3 separate regions of the Mus musculus genome follow, and all the other regions are linked to region 3. A link is a contact called in public Hi-C data. All regions are on one chromosome and are shown on one strand. Each heading gives the region's core, a stretch centred on a gene start, on an enhancer-like site or on the middle of the called end of the contact. The rest is flanking DNA. Distances are from core to core; before and after follow the strand shown.

Evidence for each region. Hi-C and Micro-C count contacts between places; a contact is called where the count stands out from the background.
Region 1: a Hi-C map of muscle stem cells shows a contact between it and region 3, with 2.4 times the contacts expected there. The contact joins two enhancer-like sites. A contact is called at or near these places in 4 of 484 Hi-C or Micro-C datasets (cortical neurons, granulosa cells and muscle stem cells) and 1 of 115 datasets of contacts at active chromatin or transcription factors (cardiomyocytes).
Region 2: a contact with region 3 is called in a Hi-C map of embryonic fibroblasts, with 5 times the contacts expected there. The contact joins two enhancer-like sites. A contact is called at or near these places in 17 of 484 Hi-C or Micro-C datasets (3T3-L1-derived adipocytes, the AML12 cell line, the C2C12 cell line and 9 more).

Annotation. Positions count from the first base shown.
Region 1 is chr17:64,279,141-64,282,278 of GRCm38.p6, forward strand. It overlaps Pja2 (praja ring finger ubiquitin ligase 2), which reads right to left. Exons shown (of 10, transcript NM_001025309.1): 10 at 1,866-3,138. Among named protein-coding and RNA genes, the nearest start is that of Gm34858, 11 kb to the left of the region's middle. Within about 2 kb of position 1,616, at least 2 of the 459 cell types and tissues checked have an H3K27ac peak or open chromatin away from gene starts, as enhancers often do. A contact at or near this core is called in muscle stem cells, where this site is marked.
Region 2 is chr17:63,574,156-63,577,091 of GRCm38.p6, forward strand. No RefSeq gene overlaps it. Among named protein-coding and RNA genes, the nearest start is that of Fbxl17, 75 kb to the left of the region's middle. Within about 2 kb of position 1,611, at least 5 of the 459 cell types and tissues checked have an H3K27ac peak or open chromatin away from gene starts, as enhancers often do. A contact at or near this core is called in the C3H10T1/2 cell line and embryonic fibroblasts, where this site is marked.
Region 3 is chr17:63,947,644-63,950,399 of GRCm38.p6, forward strand. All of the region lies in intron 9 of Fer (fer (fms/fps related) protein kinase), which reads left to right. Among named protein-coding and RNA genes, the nearest start is that of Gm52300, 21 kb to the right of the region's middle. Within about 2 kb of position 1,443, at least 54 of the 459 cell types and tissues checked have an H3K27ac peak or open chromatin away from gene starts, as enhancers often do. A contact at or near this core is called in the C3H10T1/2 cell line, embryonic fibroblasts and muscle stem cells, where this site is marked.

The sequences.
Region 1 (3,138 bases), core at 366-2,865, 330 kb after region 3:
TGGCACATTTACAGTTTTATATGTACAGTGTTCGTCAAATGCCAAAGGCATTCATTCCTAAAAGCAATGATGGAAACCAAACACTTAATATTCCCCTTTGGACAGTACGTAACAAAAAATTATTTCAAACTTACTCATGAGCAACTGCACAGAGCCTAATTAGATTTATCACTTTGTAACAAAATTAGAAGCAGAGTAATTATATGATTTGTCAATGTATTATTTCAGACAAAGTTTGAACAGGGGAAAAGGTAGGTTCCAGAAACTGGGATGAACTTGACATTGAAGTCTTATCAGACCTAGAACAGCCTACTTAGCAACAGATGGCAAATGAGCAACAGGAAAACAGAGCTTGCACAGTTTTGTTACGAAGGAAGCAGTTCCAGGATTTCCTTTCCTTTCTTTCCTTAATACACTAGCAGATTTAACCATTTTCAAAGACATATCTGTAAAACCTGGCAAGAGATAAAACGGGGGCCCACAGGGTGGCTGGCAGTTACGTGAACTGGAAGTACTAGCCGGGTGGTGGTGACGCACGCCTTTAATCCCAGTACTTGGGAGGCAGAGGCAGGTGGATTTCTGAGTTTGAGGCCAGCCTGGTCTACAGAGTGAGTTCCAAGACAGCCATACTAACCCATCAACCCAGAGAGCTGTCTATAGTGCTACCCTAGGGCTTTGTATGCAGTCTATCCTCAACACTTACTTATCAGTGACTTCAAAAACAAATTCCCCACCAAACATGGAAAGTCTGCTTCATCAACGCTGGAGCTAACAGTGTCTGGGAGGATGTTTATACATTAAAATCATTGTGGATGGGTGTGCTCTTCAGTTAGGCTATGAAGAAACTCTGTCAGTAAGTCAGTAAGTTAGGAATAGGTATGGGCTCAAGGACGATGCCCGTGGGGTTCTTCAGCCAGCAGCTTGCCGAAGAGTGAGGATAGCAACTAACTGCACCTACCCTTCAGAATGATTTTGAAGTTGGAAAAAATGCCTCTAAGCCCTCTACTTTAGTTAGATTACCGAAGTCCTGTTTACCTTATGAGGCAAACACTTTAAGAGAATGACTAAAAGAGCCAGCCTTAGACTGGTCTGACCAGATATACTGTACCATTTAAAACCGTGGAGCCTGAAGGAGGCTATGAAGGTGGGAATACAAGAGACAGAATTTTTTATTCTAATCTTATATGTATGCTATCTATACAGAATCTGAATGACACTTTTTATAGTGAAATCCTGCCTTTGCAGGAGGAAAAGGTGGCCGTAGCATCAATGGCTAGACAAAGAAGATGCCAGCCACTTCAGAAGTAGTTTTGCATTGCTGCGGGGGGCATAGGAACACTATTGCTATTCTTAACTCTAAGACTATTTTTCTCACATGTTTTATTAGGAAAATTAGAATTCTAATCCTTCTAAACAAAATCAGCTTTTGTTTAATTTAATAATGTGAGTATAACCTATTACGTAACTGACTCAGAAACATGCCTTTGAGGCCTTTGTGACCCATGAAAGATCATTCTTGATGGGCATAATTGATAGCAGTCCCACGTTAGGTTAGGAGACAGTCAACTGAAGTGAGGCATCACAGAACATCAAGCGTTTCCATAGTCTGAGTCAGCCCAGGAGCCAGGCTCCGCAGAGGACTGTGGGATTGCTGAGAATGTCGGGCAGGAAAGGGCAGCTCTTAAGTCAGAGCCCCTGCAACAGCTCAAGCTTGCCAGCCGCCTCTCTAAGTGACCATGTGGTCCCTTAGGAAAGACCCCACCCTGTCAGCTCAAGCTGCGGTTCTTTAAGAGTTCTGTCCTTTGTTACTGACTCTAAATCCTTCAGGGTTATGTTATAGAAGTGATAGGGTCACACAATTAAATATTAGAAATGAACACCGAGTATATCCTGTTTATTGTTTATGATTTACACGGAAAATGCCAGGCTGGGATTGTAGACCAATAAACCAATCATCACAGTTAGACCTGGGCTTTTGAAAACCTTGCATTCCGTTTTAACAGTTCATATATATTTAACAGCTTATATATAAATCCATATCACAAATAATCTTAAAAGTTAGTTAGCTTAGAGATAACAACTAAGAAACACAAAAGAAATCCACATGAGTTGAACTTTAAATATCAGCATTCACATACGAGAAATAAGAAAATGTTCAAAAAATTAAAATTAATAGGCCAAGTAACAACATAAAATAGAGAAATAAGATAAATGACATTTTATCAATATTTTCACTATTTCTAATTTACCTTCATATATTCTTAACTTTTCAAAAGGATCCAAGATAAGATCAAATAATATACTGGGGTCTGAACTTGTCAGGTTTGTTACCATGAAAGTCCTAAAACTTCATTTTCTTTTCTAAAAAAATTGAAACAAGTCTCATTCAGCTTTCTCCCCACAGCAGCTGTGTATGCGTAGTAAGGAGCCAACAGTGAGGGACGGTAACAGATGGGAAGCAAAAAGTACAACAGCTTTCTTACGTTCAACTCTCTGGTTGAGTTTGGAACCAAACCCCTTTAACAACTGGCAGATAATAGCTACATCTTAATAGGCAAAGAAGAAATATTTTCTTTGGGACAGCTGCTATCTAGAAGAAAAACCAAGGTCCCATAATAGTGACTAAACATAACATGTGGCTTGTTACACAGCAATCTGCAGCAGTGTAAGTTTAATCAGTAAGTGCCATAACTAGTCAACAGTACATAAAAGAAAACAAACAAACAAACCACACAATTCACAAATATCCACAGTATACACATAGGAACTAATGTTACTCTGGTATGACTTCTGACACTAACTGATCAATGAAATACGGTATGGAAAGATCACAGAGTAGAAAACAAGCAGAGATTAGTTTATACAACGCTGACTATATACATCAGGAGGAAACATGCTAGCTAGAGCAACATTAAGGCCTCAATTTAAGCATCCAAAGTCACAGAAGCCCCAGAAAACCTCTAAATTACAAATTCACCACATTACTTGCATGCAATGTTCACTTGTGTTTTACCCATAAAAGGATACACAGTATTTGCTGTAAATACCAGCCACATTTACAATATATGCAAAAATCAGAAAGCAAGTGTTATGTTTCTTATATTTAAGCCTCAAATGTGCCAAAAGTGAAAATTCATT
Region 2 (2,936 bases), core at 361-2,860, 370 kb before region 3:
GGTCTTACCTCGTTCTTGGTAAGCAACTCTTCATTTCATTATACATTTTTAATTGTATATTTACTTTTTCTCCTTCCTTCTCCTTATCTCTTCCTACTCCTTAACTTTTGAGATTTGTATTCAGAATAAAAGTGCTTGTCCCCGTGTGAGGTTCATGTATTCTTCTCCGTCCTATAATCATAACACAATCTTTCACAGAGTAAATGTTTCAGGTGGGTCCTAGTTCATGTTCTTTTGCTGTGATAAAACACTGATCAAAACATCTTGGGGAGGGGAAGGGTTTATTGGGCTTATAGTTACAGTCCACCACCAAGGAACGTCAACAGGGACTCGGCAGGCACCTGGAGGCAGAGACTTACAGACGCTGTGGAGGATGGAGGACCACAGCTAACTGGCCTGTTCTCCATGGCTTGCTCATCTTATGTTCTTATTCAAGACCAGCTACTCCAGGATGGTACTGACTGTAGTCTGCTGGGCACCTCCCACACCCATCGACAACCAAGGAAGAAGTCTACAAGCCAATCTGATTCCTGGGTGGCTTTAATTTCTGTCAAGTTGAAGCAGTCTAACTAGCACATATATTAAGGGAATTAGTCTATGATTATCATATTTCTAGGAAATATCTTTCCTGGCTATGGTACCTTTGTTTCATAGTTTTTCTTTCTATTGTAGCCAATTTGATCATTATTTTAATTCGATGTCCATTTTATATTATACTTTCTCTAAACTGTACAAAATATATTTTTTTCCCAATTTGGCATCTGTAATTTGCTCTTCGATTTTGTTCAGCTGCCTCAAAAAACATAGCTCTTTACAAAAGATTTTTAATCATTGACATTTCAGCGATCCTGTCTTTATGTCACTGCTAATTTGAGATGTTAAAGTTGACCTCTAAAGAGTACACCCAAGTCTTGTGTCTGTCAATACAAAAGCTGACAATGTTGTCTCCCAGAGTAGCGTGCACTCTATATCCGTCCTTCTGCCATTCAAAACCCCATGATAGAACTGGATGTGTATCCCAGTGGTGTGAGGCACGCTGAATTCAATCCTAACTGCGCAGCATCAAACAGCAAATTCTACACAAAAGGGAAGTAAGAAGATGGCATGAAAGATTAAAAAGTATACATAGCTATAGGCAAATAAAAGAGTAAAATTTTATAGAATATTACATATAACTATGAAAATATATTTGAAATGATGAAAGAATTGATTTACTTAGAAAAATATAATTAATCAAAATTGAACAAAGAAATTGAATTGGTCAGTTTTCATGGAGGAAATGGAGATTTGCCATCGCAAAGGGGACTGAGACATGGCACAGCAGTAGTGGAAAAGTGACATCCACTTTACACTGGTAATGAATGGGCAGATCACAAAATAATAAGGTTTGTAAAACCAACTGCCCGGGGTTCCGTTTAATACAGCAGGCCTGCCAAAGCAAAAAGATGAAAGTGGTCGGATGCCTTCTCATTTCTTTTAAGTTAATGACTGTATAATTTTTCTCCAGAGAAAAGATGTTGTATATAGAAATGAACAGATGTGGGTCTGGGGCCCTGGTTCCACTTTGTTTAATTACTGAATTTTATCTGTTTATTCTAGAAGCCTCCAGATGGCAGCATTTTCCTGTGGAAGAGATGCTGGGTGCTTGTGGCTCAGCTCTGCTTTGCTTTCTAACAGCACCCAGGAGTCAGGCTGTCAACAGGAGGAGACAGGAGGAAAGGTGGGAGACATGTTCCAGAATATTCTGAGCTGTTATACTCTAATGTACCATCCACAAAGAACCTTTGTGAGTTGACAGCTTGCATAGGCAGTTCCCCAACAACCATAATAGAAAGAGGGTTTAATTATTTTATATATATAAAGCAATATATATACCCTGTTTTTATATAACAAAATTTATTGATATATGCATATATATATGTATATATCTTATTTTACTTATTCACTTTACATACTGCCCGTTGCCCTTCTTCTGGTCACCTCCTCCCACAATCTTTTACCCCACCCTCCTGAAACAGGTATTTTATTTTGAGTTAAGTTTGTAACACTCTGGTTAGAAAGCTGATTTGTGTGTGTGTGTGTGTGTGTTTTGTTCTTCACATACCACTTGCACAGAAATGATTTTTATTTTTCATATTTTAAACCTTGGGCAGTGAAGAGTCAAGATTGCAATCACGCAGACGCTAACACTCAACCCTTATTAACTGCAATCGTCATGGTGTGGCGACCCCCAACCATAACATTATTTCGTTGCTACTTCCTAACTGTGATTTTGTTGACGTGATGAATCATAATGTAAATATCCAATGTTCGACCCTTGTGAGGAGCCGGGACCCACAGGTTGAGAACCACTGCTGCGGAGCCAGTCCTCGGCGCTCTGCTTATCATGGCATTCTCTGGTCCCAACATCCCGCTTCTCCTCACACCTGGAGTAAACCAGAGGCCTTCGATGCCTCTGAACCATCTGCCCTTCCCGCCCCTCTCAGCATCTTCTGTCACTTTGTTGTAACGCTGCTCTTTCTTCCTTGAATGCAATTATGTCTTTTCTGTGTCAGGATCTTCGCTTCCCAGCACCTCTAGGGTTGTGTGGCTCGCTTACCCATTCAAGTCTTTCAGCTATCATTTTTCAGAGAGTTCTTCCCTGATCACTACCCCCTTCTCTTCATTGTGTCTTTATTCCCCCCATATTAAAATAAAGAAAATATCTGATGCGTTCTCGTGTGTCTTAACCAAACACAATATAAATTCCATGAAAAGATGGGGCTTTTTTTTTCTGTCTTCCTTAATCTATAAAAATGCCCAACATATGCCACATACTAGGTGCTCAATAATGAGTTTGTTGATTGAATGAAAGAACAGAGCAAACTTCAGTCAATTTATATGTCCATTTCATCCGTTTTGATATAGCATGTAGCAAATAGAACACAGAAGCTCAA
Region 3 (2,756 bases), core at 193-2,692:
TGGAGGGATCGGCCAGGTACCTGTTTGTCTCCTCTAAGCTGATTCTGATCATGTGTTATTATTGCAGCAGCAGAAAGGAAAGTAGAAAATAAAAAGAAATTCGAGATGTTATGATCTATTGTGGCATTCATGGGGTTAAGGAATGCTACAAATCGATGTAGACTTTCTTCATCTCTATATTTTTGTATATAGTTACTTAAATTTGTCAAAAATTATATCATTGGTTTTCAGATATAGCCTATGTTAGCAGTGTTCAACTATTACTCATCTATAAATGTTGGTGTTGTAAATTGTTAGCAAGGTTCAACTACTACAGATCTATATATTTTAATCTTATAAGCCTTTTATTGGTCATAAAACATTCAGTATGTCTGTCATTGATCAGGCCCCCGTGCAGGTGAGGAGAAGATTGTTTGCTGACGTGTAGCCTGCTCACTATGCTTAGAAGACTTAAGCTGAATTCAGACAGCATGAAAACACTGAGATACGTTTTTTTGTTGTTGTTGTTGTTGTTTTGGCTTTGTGTATAATAGAATTATATAGACTTTATTTAACTGTAATCAATTTCCTTATTATTTTATCTTGTTTCAAGGATTTGATTCTTGTATGATATCTAATAAGATTAAGTAAACCTGGGCTCTTTTGTGGCTTTGATCATGCTTTCCTGCATGATGCAGTGAGTATTTACTGTTGTCTTTCACTTGGATACTTGTGTTAGTATGAGAAAAACTTACTTCATCACAAAAATTCTTAGGCACACCCCATGAGCGTTTTCTGTATTTTAAAGAAATGTAAGATTATACAGGTATAGTGTATTATACAGATAGGGAGATTCAGATTTTTCACCAGTGTACGTACCAACAGAAATTAATGCCTACATACTTGCTAGCATTTGATGACAGCATACAATTTAGAGGTCTCATTTTAATTTAGTGGTTGCTCATTACAATTTAGAAAGTTGCACTATGGAATTAAACCATAATTGTTTCTATTTTGGAAGTCATACTATGCTTTTATGATGATGGGATAATTAGTGCAAGTACTTAAGGCTCTGGTAGATGGAGACTAAAACCAGCCTGGTCTGCCCACATTAAGTTCTGGCTTTTTCCTTTTTATAGGAATATGAAAACCTAATTTAATTGTGCCATTTCTTATGGGCTTCTTGGCTGATCTGTGGGAATATTGCTTTTTTCCCATTTCCCTGAGCCAGAAACAGCAGTGACAGTGTGCCAAGCATGCCGTGCAATTTGATTTGGGGTTAGCAAACATGGGAATGTTCCAGTGTTCATGAATCCATTAGCTGATTGGGTAGAGTTGTGAAAGTGATGATGCTCAGAGCTTCAGTTTAACATTTCTAAGAAAGGCAGTTCAGTGCAATGGCTGCGGGTAGGAGAGAAACAGGGGCCATAGCGCAGCTGTGGTGACTCAGCCTTTGTCGTCAGTGCTTAGTCAGACCTTTGGTAGCTCTGGCCTTATGAAGCTTCACATTGCAAGGCCTTTGTCTTGCTGTAACCACTGTTAACATTTGCTTCTTGCCTTAGTCCACAGACTACTTGAGGTAGCTAAATACAGCAGAATATAAAATTACAACCAGGAAAAATAGAGATTGTAACCAGATATCAAGACCACACAAAAACTGTAGTGGACTGTGGTCTCTACATGTGTGGTTACTATGGTAGACTATATTCTGCATGTATGGTTATTTTGATAGACGGTGCTCTGCATGTGTGGTTACGATGGTAGACTATGACCTGCTTATGTGGTTGCTATGGTAGACTGTGCCCTGCATGTGTGGCTACTGTGGTAGACTGTGGCCTGCTTGCGTGGTTACTATGTTAGACTGTGCCCTGCATGTGTGGCTACTGTGGTAGACTGTGGCCTGCTTGCGTGGTTACTATGTTAGACTGTGCCCTGAGTGTGTGGTTACTATGTTAGACTGTGCCCTGAGTGTGTGGTTACTATGGTAGACTGTGCCCTGAGTGTGTGGTTACTATGGTAGACTGTGCCCTGAGTGTGTGGTTACCATGTTAGACTGTGCCCTTAGTGTGTGGTTACTATGTTAGACTATGCCCTGAGTGTGTGGTTACCATGGTAGACTGTGCCCTGAGTGTGTGGTTACCATGTTAGACTGTGCCCTGAGTGTGTGGTTACCATGGTAGACTGTGCCCTGAGTGTGTGGTTATCATGGTAGACTGTGCCCTGAGTGTGTGGTTACCATGGTAGACTGTGCCCTGAGTGTGTGGTTACTATGGTAGACTGTGCCCTGAGTGTGTGGTTACTATGGTAGACTGTGCCCTGAGTGTGTGGTTACTATGGTAGACTGTGCCCTGAGTGTGTGGTTACTGCTCTTGCACCATGTGAGCCATTACTTTGTAGGTATCTCAAAGGTAAAAATACAATGGAAGCTGAAGTCACACAGCCTTAACTGAAAGAAGGTATGTCACATTGCAGGAGAGGAAGGTTTCATTGCATTTAGCCTTAATTAAATGTGTAGCTGTCCCACTGACACTTGTGGGACAGCTGTCACACACATGCTGTGTGACCCTTGATAGTACTACAGCAGCTAATGTAGGAATGTGATTCATAAAACCTTCTAAAACAAAATCTAGAATCCCTTAGCAGAAGAGGAGAACATGACACCAGAATCAGCTCTCTGGGATGAAGAATGCCCCAGTCAACTTCCTTCATTTTACAATAATGTCTACACTTAGAGCAGGAGACAACATGGATGTGTTTGGGTTTTCCTTTAGGCCAGG